Linked DNA regions of Zea mays: all the other regions are linked to region 3. The links are chromatin contacts, called in public Hi-C maps. All regions are on one chromosome and are shown on one strand. Each heading gives the region's core, a stretch centred on a gene start, on an enhancer-like site or on the middle of the called end of the contact. The rest is flanking DNA. Distances are from core to core; before and after follow the strand shown. Region 1 holds the start of LOC100279280. Region 2 holds the start of LOC100284371. Region 3 has its middle 120 kb from the start of LOC109941549.

What was found. Hi-C and Micro-C count contacts between places; a contact is called where the count stands out from the background.
Region 1: a contact with region 3 is called in a Hi-C map of ear, with 2.0 times the contacts expected there. The contact joins the promoter of LOC100279280 here to the enhancer-like site in region 3. A contact is called at or near these places in 3 of 25 Hi-C or Micro-C datasets (ear, leaf and tassel).
Region 2: a Hi-C map of ear shows a contact between it and region 3, with 2.5 times the contacts expected there. The contact joins the promoter of LOC100284371 here to the enhancer-like site in region 3. A contact is called at or near these places in 2 of 25 Hi-C or Micro-C datasets (ear and tassel).

The regions. Positions count from the first base shown.
Region 1 is chr8:65,328,346-65,332,300 of Zm-B73-REFERENCE-NAM-5.0, forward strand. LOC100279280 reads right to left here and starts at 1,488. Exons shown (of 15, transcript NM_001152301.1): 1 at 1,337-1,488; 2 at 1,109-1,178; 3 at 808-905. The coding sequence starts at 1,426.
Region 2 is chr8:65,922,399-65,926,699 of Zm-B73-REFERENCE-NAM-5.0, forward strand. It overlaps LOC100284371, which reads left to right and starts at 2,933. Exons shown (of 4, transcript NM_001157266.1): 1 at 2,933-3,326; 2 at 3,926-4,301. The coding sequence starts at 3,224.
Region 3 is chr8:65,609,222-65,613,212 of Zm-B73-REFERENCE-NAM-5.0, forward strand. No RefSeq gene overlaps it. Among protein-coding and RNA genes, the nearest start is that of LOC109941549, 120 kb to the left of the region's middle. Within about 2 kb of position 1,525, at least 6 of the 20 cell types and tissues checked have an H3K27ac peak or open chromatin away from gene starts, as enhancers often do. A contact at or near this core is called in ear and tassel, where this site is marked.

The sequences.
Region 1 (3,955 bases), core at 238-2,737, 280 kb before region 3:
ATATTACATTTGAAGTCACATATTTTCATCTCAAATCGTAAATAGTATTAACTTGCCTAGGGTATCAACCATAAGTAAGATTCTTTCTCTAGAACACGCAGGAGATCTGTGCATCTTTTAATTAGAGGTAAGAGAAAGAAAGAACATCCCATACAACACAACCCTCATATCTCACCGGAGAGTAAGCAGGGGACGCCTTATATAGCACTAGAAGAACCACAAACACCTGAAAGAAAAATCCGAAGAATGACCCTAGCCTGCACTAATCAGGTTAGTCCTAGCCCCTGACCTATGACAATTCCTGAAGCTTTCGACCTCCAAGCCAAGGCCCCAAATTCTCATCTCCTCCAATATAAAATACAGATAGCCATTGAGAGAGGGGGGAAGCGCCATAAAAGACACACTTGTTTCTGTGAATCCATAATGTTCAAGCACCTAAATGACAGCACTGTCAAATCCCTTCTTGCTAGCCTTATCAATCTTCTGGCTGGACGCAATTAACAAGCAGCATACTGTGTGTTGTAATGTCATTTGAATCAAGTCAATTGTTCACACTTACTCACCCAATGCTCTGCATTCTATTTGAATCAAGGCTTCGTTCATGCTTACAATCAACTCAAACAGATATTCCATATCCCATCAGGGAAATATATCATCCAGAGTATAACCCAAATCTCCTTAATACGATGCATGATTGTGTGCAGAATGTTCGCAAAGAGAATGTCCAATTAAAATTACATCCAAAAACAACTAAATCTCAAGACTAAGCACCAACAAGGAAAAATAGCATTCAGGCATAGAACTTACGATCCAGTTGCGGGTCTTGGCAAGACGGCGGGCAAGCGCGTGGATGCAGTAGGCGACATCTGCCCGAGGCCTGGTGATGGACGTCGCTGCAACAACCCCTGTGATACCACCACGCAACAATCAACCATCATTAAACACTGCACGAACCCAAAAGCACGCACGCCCTTCCCTCCCCCCTTCAGAGCCTCCCCTCGCCACTTATAGGCACGATCTAATTCCGCCCGCCCCCAATAGAAAAACACTAAATTAGGCCGAAGCCTAGATACGCGGAAACACGGGGTATAAGAACAAATCAACGCACTGCGCAGGTGTCGCTCCTTAGGCGGGCACTCCACGTGGTTAGTCGCCTTCACGATCGCCACATCCAGATCCTACAAAAGCGAGTAGACGCCAATCAAAACCAGCAGATCCGAGCATGCTCCCGCGCCGCAGCACACCACTGGAGACTAGGGTTTGAAGGAACTGCCCAAACATAGGTCGGAAAAAATCCGGGAAAATCGGGGGGAAAGATACCGGATCGAAGGCACACCTTGAAGTCGGAGTTGAGATTGGCGATGCTAACGGTGGTGGTGTCCTTGATGGCGCCGTAGGCCTTGCGCCAGCTCTGCATCGACGCCATTTCCTCGGCGGGCCGCTTCGTCCACCTCGCCGGCCGGTGTTCTCCTCTTTGGCTCTTTTTTCTAATGTATTTCTGGACAGACTGGACTTGTTCTGGTTCCGGGGGACGCGTTAGGGCTTGTTTGGGGTTTTTTCTATTTCATCCTCAGGGCGGTTTTGCTGGCGTGTAAAATTTCGCCGACGGGAGGAGATTAAAAAAATAAAAATGAACAAGGCGTGGCTGCCTTTTTGCCGTTTTGCGAAGTTGCCTTGCCTACGAGTACGAGAGCGGGTGCGGCTCGACCGCTCGACCGCTCGAGGGCGGTTTACGAGCGGAAGGTTCGAGGCTTGAGGAAGGCGACGCCCGACGCCTATTCGCATTAAAAAAAAACTCCTTTGAACTAACATAAAATGTTTTTCCCTTTATGGCATGGCATTCAACGCTGATGGCTGTTTGTTCCTGACTAAATTTTAGTTCATAACATCAAACATTCAAATAACAAATCAATCTGATTGGTAAGACAAAATATATTAGCTTATTATACATCCATTTTAAACATTTACTTTTTTTCTTCTTGCATGTTAAGCACATGGTCACCTATGGCTATCATTATTCTTTTCATGATAGACCAACTCGCTAAACATTCAGGTGTGGACTTAGATCTATCTTTTATTCACAACGCGTAGAACAAAGATCAGTTCTCTGATTGTCGTGATTATCAAAAACCATACGTGTACACGATAGTTTCAGTGTATGCTCCAAAGAAATACACGGACGAATCCAAAGAAGTGAAGTGTCTCATGTGGAAAAAAACGTATTCTATGGCCTCATGCCTCTGTGTCAGAACGGACAGATAAAATCTCGTCCCGATCTGTACCGTTTTCTATATTTGATTCGACCGTTTTTGTATATTAAAAAATATGAAAACGGGACAGAAACGGAAGAGAGTTTATTCCGTCCGTTTTTGCGGGATCCTGTTTTTATCCGGATTTTATCCGTATTTATTCTGTATTTGATAAATATGGGACGAGCCTAATATGCATAGTATATAAACTAAAGTCTCGTGTCTTTAGGTGACAAATTATAACACCAGTGGCCATTGTAATCATCGGCTCTTTTCAATGACAAATGGTTTAAAGTCTTAAACAATATCGGATGTAACTAAATGTACACCATTAGCAATCAAACAACAATAGAATGTTGCGTCTCTATATCTATTTGTTTTATGTTATTGTTCTTCTAATCAAATACTAGTCAAACATCAATATCATTTTTATTTTTTATTTATATTAAATTATAAGTTTTTGTTAGTATTTCTGTTTTTGTTCGTTTTCTCAATTTCGTTTATCTCGCTCACGTTTCCGTTTCCAACTATTCCGGATATGAAAACGGGAGAGAAGTTTTCCGTCGGTTTTCATCCCTATGGGTGTCATCAGGCACTCCGATCGTACGAACAGACGCCTTCTCGCGTCGACCAATGAAACGGTGTTGGGATGTGGACCCCTTCTTCTACCATGTAACCAAAGCTGAAGAAAAAAAACAAATGGTTCCAGTGATGTCTCCTGCCCATGACCATGATTTATGATTAGCTGTTTGTCGTCCGTCGTCTGGAAATTCCGCGTCAGCCTTCCGTTGTGAACTTGTGATAATTGCGCGTCGCTGAATGAAGACAGGATGACCGGAGGGGAATCTAACACCAGCTTGACCACTGCCTATTACTGGTTTCGGTTTTACCCAATCATTGCTTGGATTTACTAGCTAGCACTAGGTTTCAAGCAGCCATCAATCTATCTATGGTTGTAATCGTGCTAAACTCTTTCTGGATGCGGTTCGGTGGTTGTCAGGGTGTTCATCAGCATTGTGTGAAGAGAGATAAGACACAAGTGATGATGGTCTAGTGAGAACCCAGTGCCTACTCGGTTTTGGATACGAACTGAACTGTGTCATGGACTGTTTCCCCCGAGGAACAAGGAATGGTAGGCATCTTGTACTGTACAAGTGATGGCTTATCATGGAATCTTGTACTGTACACCACATGGAATGGCGGCATTTACTAAAATTCTTCTCCCAGTTAGTAGTTACTACCAGCTAGCCCAACTACTTATTAAGTACTCCAAATAGGCTGTACTGATCGGCCTGCCTTGGGTTTTCATCGCGGGCCTTAGGGCTCCTTTGGATGATCCAATCCCTGCACGGATCCCAGCCTAATCCGTGTGAGAAATAAGGCATGTGTCTTCTCTTCCCCACATATCTCGGGCTACTGTTTAGATGAGGCACTGGCAAAAATGTCCTGGGCCTTTTTATTCCTAATCCTGTCGATCCATTGGGAAGTAAAAAAACTAGTCCACGCTCGTGTTTCTCGTTCCATTCTCGTGGTGGCTCTCGGTCTCTCATCTCGTCTGTCACTCCCGGAGTCCAGCAGCACCTATGGCGGCTAGGGTTTGCGTCGGCAGCTAGATCCATTGCTGCTCATGCGCCGACGCTCCATCGCCTCCATCCCCACTCGCCCAGGCTCCATCGCCTCCATCCCCACTCGCTCAGTCATCTCGT
Region 2 (4,301 bases), core at 1,683-4,182, 310 kb after region 3:
GCTGCCGTCGAGGGACATGAACTCAAGACTCCCGAAACGGGGCACCGTCCCGGGTTGGAGAGGTTGCTGGAGACTGCCCATCTGGAGCTTGACGGGAAGCTGTTCGTCAACACGCAGCAGGCCCCTACCTGGCGCGCCAACTGTCGGCGTTTCGAGACCGGGGGGTCCCTAAGCCGACGAGTGAAATGTCGCCGCGTGCCCCAGCCCATATGGGTCGGCGCGAGGCCGAGCGTGAAGGGGGGAAGCGAGGTGGCCGGAGACAGGCGTGAGAGAGGTGGAAATCCCGCAGCCTTCGTGTTCGTCCCGCGCCCAGATCGGGTGCGCTTGCAGTAGGGGGTTACAAGCGCCCACGCGGGAGAGGGAGCGAGCGGCCTCACGCGAGCGCCTGTCTCGTCCTCGTCCCCGCGCGACCCACCCTCTCTAAGAGGGCCCTGGTCCTTCCTTTTATAGGCGTAAGGAGAGGATCCAGGTGTACAATGGGGGGTGTAGCAGAGTGCTACGTGTCTAGCGGGGGAGAGCTAGCGCCCTAAGTACATGCTGTTGTGGTAGCTGGAGAGATTTTGGCACCCAGCTTGGTGTGATGTCGTGGCCGTCGGAGGAGCGCTGGAGCCTGGCGGAGGGACAGCTGTCGGAGCTGTTGAGTCCTTGCTGACGTCCTCTTGCTTCCATAAGGGGGCTGAGAGCCGCCGTCGTCACAGAGTATGCGGGGCGCCATCATTGCCTATCTGGTGGAGCGAGCCAGATGGGACGCCGGTCTTGTTCCCTGTGGCTCGAGTCAGCTTGGGGTGGGGTGATGATGGCGCCTCTTGTTGACGAGGCTAGTCTGCGCCCTAGGTTGGGCGATGTGGAAGCTCCTCCGAAGCCGAGGTTGAGTCTGTCTTCCGTGGCCGAGGTCGAGTCCGAACCCCTGGGTCGGGCGAGGCGGAGGCCGTCGGCTGAGGCCAGGGCGGAGTCCGAGCCCTGGGGTCGGGCGAAGCGGAGTTCGTCGTCTTCTGGGGCTGAGCCCAAGTCCGAGCCCTGGGTCGGGCGGAGCGGAGTTCGTCGTCTTCTGGGGCTGAGCCCAAGTCCGGGCCCTGGGTCGGGCGGAACGGAGTTCGCCGTCTTCCGGGACTTAGCCCGAGTCCGAGCCCTGGGTCGGGCGGAGCGGAGTTCGCCGTCTTCCGGGACTTAGCCCGAGTTCGAGCCCTGGGTCGGGCGGAGCGGAGTTCGCCGTCTTCCGGGACTTAGCCCGAGTCCGAGCCTTGGGTCGGGCGGAGTGGAGTTCGCCGTCTTCCGGGACTTAGCCCGAGTCCGAGCCCTGGGTCGGGCGGAGCGGAGTTCGCCGTCTTCTGGGACTTAGCCCGAGTCCGAGCCCTGGGCCGGACGAAGCGGAGCTTCCTATGGTGCCTCCGGCTAGGCCTGACTGCATGTCAGCCTCACTCTGTCAAGTGGCACCGCAGTCGGAGCGGCGCAGGCGACGTTGTCTTTCTGTCAGACCGGTCAGTGGAGCGGCGAAGTGACGGCGGTCACTTCGGCTCTGTTGGCTGAGGGGCGCGCGTCAGGATAAAGGTGTCAGGCCACCTTTGCATTAAATGCTCCTGCGATTCGGTCGGTCGGTGCGGCGATTTAGTCAGGGTTGCTTCTTGGCGAAGACAGGGCCTCGGGCGAGCCGGAAATATGTTCGCCGCTGGAGGGGGGCCTCGGGCGAGACGGAGATCTTCCGGGTTCGGCTGCCCTTGTCCGAGGCTAGGCTCGGGCGAGACGCGATCGAGTCCCTCGAATGGACTGATCCCTAACTTAATCGCACCCATCAGGCCTTTGCAGCTTTATGCTGATGGGGGTTACCAGCTGAGAATTAGGAGTATTGAGGGTCCCTAATTATGGTCCCCGACAATACTATTTATAGAATAAAGTTTAAAATAGGTGATAAAATAGAGAATCTGTTAGATATGACTTTAATAGTACTCCATTCGTTCACAAATGTTTGTCGCTATGATATTCGTGTCACCCAAACTTTATTAAAATTGACTAGATTTATTGAATTTATTAGCAACATTTGTATTTTCGAATAATTTTACTAAAAATAGATTCAAGGACCTAATGATACTAATTATGTATCATAGATATTAATATTTTTATATAAATGTGGTTAAAGTTAAAAATAATTGATTAGTAGGGAAAAGGCAGCCGGAAAACGGGGACAATCAGATAGACAGCGCGGGTTTAGAGATGGCAATGGGTAAATACCCACCGGGTATTACTACCCCATACTCATACCCACGACAAAAAAATAACCCCACCGGGTCACCCATATACACTGGTGGGTATGGATTTACCCCCATACCCATACCCACGTGGGTATGGGTCACCCATCGGGTCACCCGTACCCACAAAAATTAAACATCTATCAAAATATTATATTATACAAATATCAAGTATATCCATCTAAATACCATTACAAAATTTCTAGCATCATTTAACCATCCATTCAACACACATTGGGTGAATTACATGTTCCATTACCTGGTCATTAAATTGTCGTTAAGCCTTCTATGACATAATGACCTAAAAGATTATTAAATAGTAAAAAAGATGGATGACTAAAGTCTAAGTTCATGCTTGAGCTAAGTTTATATTGGGTATTTTATACCCACGGGTTAACGGGTATGGGTGAAGGTGGAACGTTCTAATACCCGTTTACCCATTGGGTGAAGATTTTTGCCCAATAACAGACCCACGGGTAGAATATTTAGCCCACATACATACCCTAATGGAGTAAATACCCATCGGGTATCGGGTCGCGGGTACCCATTGCCATCTCTACGCGGGTTCCCTCTTCTTCCTGAGGATGTGCGTGTGTTTGTTGGAATTTTTCAGAGGAAGAAGGGAAAAGCCTAGGAAAGCCACCGCTCACCTTCTCCGGAGCACCCCCACCACCAAACACAGCTAACAGCTTGGTGGGATGGGGGGAAAAGGCTTCCCTTTGGCTTGCCTGTGAGTGGGATCTCTTCTTCCTCCCCCAGAGCCCCTGCCCTCTTCCGCCGACAGCGAGAAAGCACGCGGCGCACAGCAACACGTCCCTGCCGTTCCTTTTGACTCCGGGGATCCCTCTCCTCCTTGCCTGCCGAGGAACCCACTAGCTTCCTACTACTTCCCCTCCGTCCTCTCGATCCCTCTCCCCGTTCCCTTGACCACCCGAGCATCAAGTGGCGGGGAGGGAACGCGGCGGCGCGGGCGAGGACCGATGGAGAAGGGGAGCGCGCCGGCGATGGCCCTGGCGCTCGCCATGCTTCTCGCCTGCTCCAGCATCGCTGCCGTCACGGCGCAGGAGACCGAGCGGATCGAAGGTACGCGGCGGCGGCGCGACCCCTCTATGCTTGTGTTCCTTTCCATCTTGCTTCTGATCTAGATGAGCACGTTCTTGTCAGTTTGTAGGGATCGAGCTACTCGTATTCTCTAGTGTTCTTTTTGCTCCTAGTACATACGTTTTCTCTAGTGAATTGGCAAAGCAAGAAGTTAGTATGACAGCTTGAGCTGTTTGGCCTCTGAACCCTGAATCCATATGCTACTGGGTTACAGATAACCAGAATGCAGGTTGATCCTTCGGTGTCCTTTTCATAGTTATTTGATCTGGTTAAAAACACCTTTTTTATCCGAACATCCTGCTCCTGCTGACATACACGCTTCAATTTTTTGTCGTTGACCAACTGATGCACTCTGTAGTGCCAAGTAACCCATCAAGCTTGACAAACAGGATCGTACTCAGTGGAGCATTCGATAGTACATGATGATAACCATCATTCATTCAGTTTAACATAGGCACACAATTCGTTTGAGACATGCAGATTGCTTAGCTAGCGGACCGTTGCTTCAGGGTTTTCTTAGCTAGGTATATTCTTTTCCCCACTTTTATGCTAGCCCTAATGCCGTGGCCAACAAAATGCAGGAAGCGCTGGTGATGTGTTAGAAGATAACCCTGTTGGGAGGCTCAAGGTCTTTGTCTATGATCTCCCCAGCAAATACAACAAGAAGCTGCTGAAGAAGGATCCTAGGTGCCTGAACCACATGTTTGCCGCCGAGATCTTCATGCACAGGTTCCTGTTGTCGAGTGCTGTCCGAACTTTTAATCCTGAGGAAGCAGATTGGTTCTACACGCCCGTATACACGACATGCGATCTCACCCCCAAGGGTCTTCCCTTGCCTTTCAAGTCTCCTCGAATGATGCGCAGCGCGATCCAGCTGATTGCTACGAATTGGCCTTACTGGAATAGATCAGAGGGCGCTGATCATTTCTTTGTCACGCCCCATGACTTTGGTGCTTG
Region 3 (3,991 bases), core at 275-2,774:
GCAATCACCGAGCACATGAACACGCGAGAGTTTATAGTGGTTCGGGCCGCCAGAGCGTAATACCCTACTCCACTGTGTGTTGGATTGCTGTGGAAGCTTAAGAGTTGAGAGTCTAAGTTGGGTCTCAGTCTGTGTCCAAACTTGTGTTGTAATGTTGCATGCCTCTCCTTTTATAGCTAAGGGGGGCATGCACAAAGGTACTGAGCCCCGACATGTGGGCCTAGGAACATATCGGATGTAGTACTTGTTTGCTATTGGAGCAATCTTCTTGCGCCCTGACATCCGAGATCTGCGTAGTATCGGCGTGCAGAGGAAGCTTCTCGTATAAGGGATGATGAGCACAGTGCATCGTGCGGCACGGGCGCACTGTTTGATAATGGACTGGACGGGTGCGCCGTCTATAGGATGGCCCTGGCGCCGCCTGCCAGCGGAGTGGACATGACGCATTAAATGCTGAGTGGGCACATCGCCTGTCAGCAAGGTGGGCACGCGGCGCGTCCTCTCCGCAATAAATGCAGAGGCCACGCGGCTTTAGAGGCCTTACGTCAGGCTCCGCCTGCTGGCTTATGTCACGGGCTACAAGCCACACGGCAGCAGCGGGTCTCCGCTTGAGCGGCAAGCGCACCGGATAAGGCCTAAACACGTGTCAGCACCGGACCCTTGCTTATGCCAGAGTCTCCCCTGTCTCGGGACCTCGTTGTGGCCCGGACCTTACTCGGAGGGATCTGGGGCCCATCCAAGGGGCCCGACATGCTTTCTTGGGGTCCCGGGCCGTAATCGGGGGTCCGGTTTGTGCGTACAGGAGTCCGGTGTTCCTTCGTGGAGGTCCGGTCCAAATGATACATCCTGGGATGCATCATCTTTTCTCGCCACGTGGCAGGGTCGGGTGCTGTTCACCGTGCGGCTAGGGGATGTCGTACGAGCACAACGTTTTTATACTGTAGTAGGGGTACTCCTGATTCAGGGTACCGACAGGATGGTAAAATTATGTCATTTTATATTTTTTAATCGTTTAGTCAATCGTTGCGAACTCTCATCTAATCGCTCCCTTCATTGGGTGTGTGGTACCAAGATATATTGGATGCAGGAAACAATAACATCGGTTAGTCAAATAAAAAAATATTATACTGAGAGCGGAGACAGTAAATAAAAAATCTTGAGATATTTTTAGTAAATAGTTTATGTCGGTATTGGTCTGAGCCGTCACAACGCATAGTTAACCGACTACTTTTATTTTATATGACGGAAAGAGACGAAGTAAAAGACCCCGAAGGTTACAAATGGGAACATGAACACTGGCTGGAGTACGCCGTGGGAACAGCAAATCCCCGTTCCCTTGGGAAACCAATTTCCCACTGTCTCCGCGTCTCTCTCCCTCTGAACCGCGCAACTACCGCTCACTCTCTCTCCCGAATACCATGCATGCATGACCGCTAATCTCAAGAACCCGTGCAATTATAGTCCTCGGAAGTCGGAAGGACGAAGGTACAGGAGTCGCGTCCGGCGGTCCGGCCCGGCCCATAAAAATCTGCAACCATTCGATGTTAGACCCGATGTTAGACGCCGAGACCGCGGCCTGAACAAACTCGCGACTGTGTAGGATGTCAGACAAGTCTGGCTACTCGCTGGTGCCCGGCGATGGCGGTCGCTCGTCGGGGCTGATCAGGCGGAGGAGCGTCGAGGAGGGCGACGGCTTCCTCGACCTGTCGCTCGGCTCCTTTTACAACATGCCGTCGTCTCTGGCCGACGGCGGTGGCTTCTCGGCGGTGGCGCGCGCGTTGTTACCCGCGGCGCCGCTGGACGCGTCAGCCGTGCCGTCTGTCGTTGCCGCCTCCACCGCGGCACCTGCTGGTAGCGCTCCGGCATTCGCGCTGGGCCTTGATTCCTCGGCTGTGCCCGGCGACGGCAGTGGTCACGGCCATTTCCTCGCTCTTGCTTCCAATGCCCTGGCGGCGGCGAACCAGGGTCAGGTAGTGCCTGCGCCGGCGCTGTCTGTGTTGCCGCCGCTGTTTGCCAGCCCCGTGCCCACCCCCGCCCCTGTCTCAGTGCATGGCAACGCCAATGCTTCTGCCACGGTTCCGGCGGCCAGTGGCAGTGGCAGTGGCGCGACGCGGGCTCCTCGATCAGGAGGATCTGTGGCGGCGTTGTCGGTCGGCGCTTCTTCCCCTTCGTCTGCACCACCGCCTCAAAACAAAAGTGCTCCACGTGCACAGCGTGGCAATATCACCGGCCGTCGCCGCCGCCGCGACGGTGCTGGTGATGATGCGGATGCCGACGCTGCACCGACCAACGGTGGCGAGAGCGCGCCGCTGTTCCCGTGGGCGACCGGGACTGCGTGCGCGCACCCTACGCTCGCCGAGCTCTTCGAACGAGGCATCACCTCCGTCGAGGGCGAGGTCCGCTGCAAGCGCTGCGACGCCGGCAAGACCGTGTCCTACGAGATCAGGGTCAAGTTCAAGGAGCTGTGCAGATTCATCGTCGGCAACGCGGAGGGCATGCATAACCGGGCGCCGCCGGAGTGGATGAACCCGGCGCTACCGGACTGCGACAACTGCGGGCAGAAGAACAGCCTGCGTCCTGTTATCGCGGATGACGAACGGAGGATAAACTGGATTTTTCTGTTGCTCGGCCAGATGCTGGGGCTCTGCACCCTAGCGCAGCTGAAGCATTTCTGTGCGCGCACCAGGCAGCACCGCACTGGCGCCAAGGACAGGGTCCTCTACTTGACCTACATGGAGCTCTGCAACCAACTGTGTCCTGGTGTCGAAGTCGACATGGCGTCTGAGAGGAAGAACAGGACACGCCCATTTGCCTAAGAGGAAGAACAGGACTCGTCTGTTTGCCTAAGTTTTAGTTCATGTCCATCCAGCTTCTCGCATCTGTATCGTCTTTTCTATTTTTTTACTCCCTCCTGTCCAAATTAGTATGTGTTTTAGGGTTTAATTGTTATGTCTATATTTCAATAGATGATAATGAATCTAAACATATGTACAAAACATATATATCAATTACTTACTATCCATTATCCTAAATCGAATTTTAGTTTAGAATGGGAAGTTGTATTTTAGTTGCATGGTTTCCTTCTTCCATAAAAAACGCAAAGTTCACATCCGGTCTCATATATAGTATGGCATTGTTTGCAATTGGACCCCAGTGTTTGATCATTCGTTAATTACCCTAAAAAGAAATAGTGCAAAAATTAGCTAGTTTAATCCATGCTTAAAGACCTTTTTGTTAATAATAATAAAACATGTCACAAAAATTAAGAGATGATATATCTTTAAGAGCATCTCCAACAACGTGACCTATAAAAATGCCTTATAATTTAAAAATAAGTAAATTTTATAGAATTTAGGACACCAACAAAACACCCCGCTCCAACAGTAAAACCCCAAATCTAGATTATAGGGCAGCCCACTACGGTGTAGTATATTTGAGGCATTTGTGAGAGTGCCCTATAGTTTTTTGACAAAATTTGTTGAATTGAGACACTGTTGGAGTGGTTTTTACTGTGTAGAGCCCTATATTTTGATTTGAGGCATTAGTTTGAGGCATTGTTGGAGATGCTCTTATAGATTTAGTTTAGGGCGCGGCGTGTTACTATTTGAGTTAGAAAGGGTATTAATATTCTAGCATTACTAGAACTAGTATCAATGCTATCTCCAACAACTTACTCATCCTCCTCTCTTATTTTAATTTTTACTATATATAAATAATATATTGTATAGTACACAACAGTGTTGTATATACATCATCTCCTGGCCATAGCCTAAATGACATCGATTTTAAGTGCTGGGGTTCTAGAGAAAGTTTTAATAGTCTGGCCCTAGGAGAAGTATTAGTACATCTGGTTGTTTGATCAATATTTTTACTAGCAACAGTTACGAATCCTGCTTTCAGTTCCGTCAAGGTTTGAAATTTATGGATAGGCCGTCCATTTAAATCATGCCTAAAAAAATGCTGCTGCTGTTATTTATTTATTTATTCACAT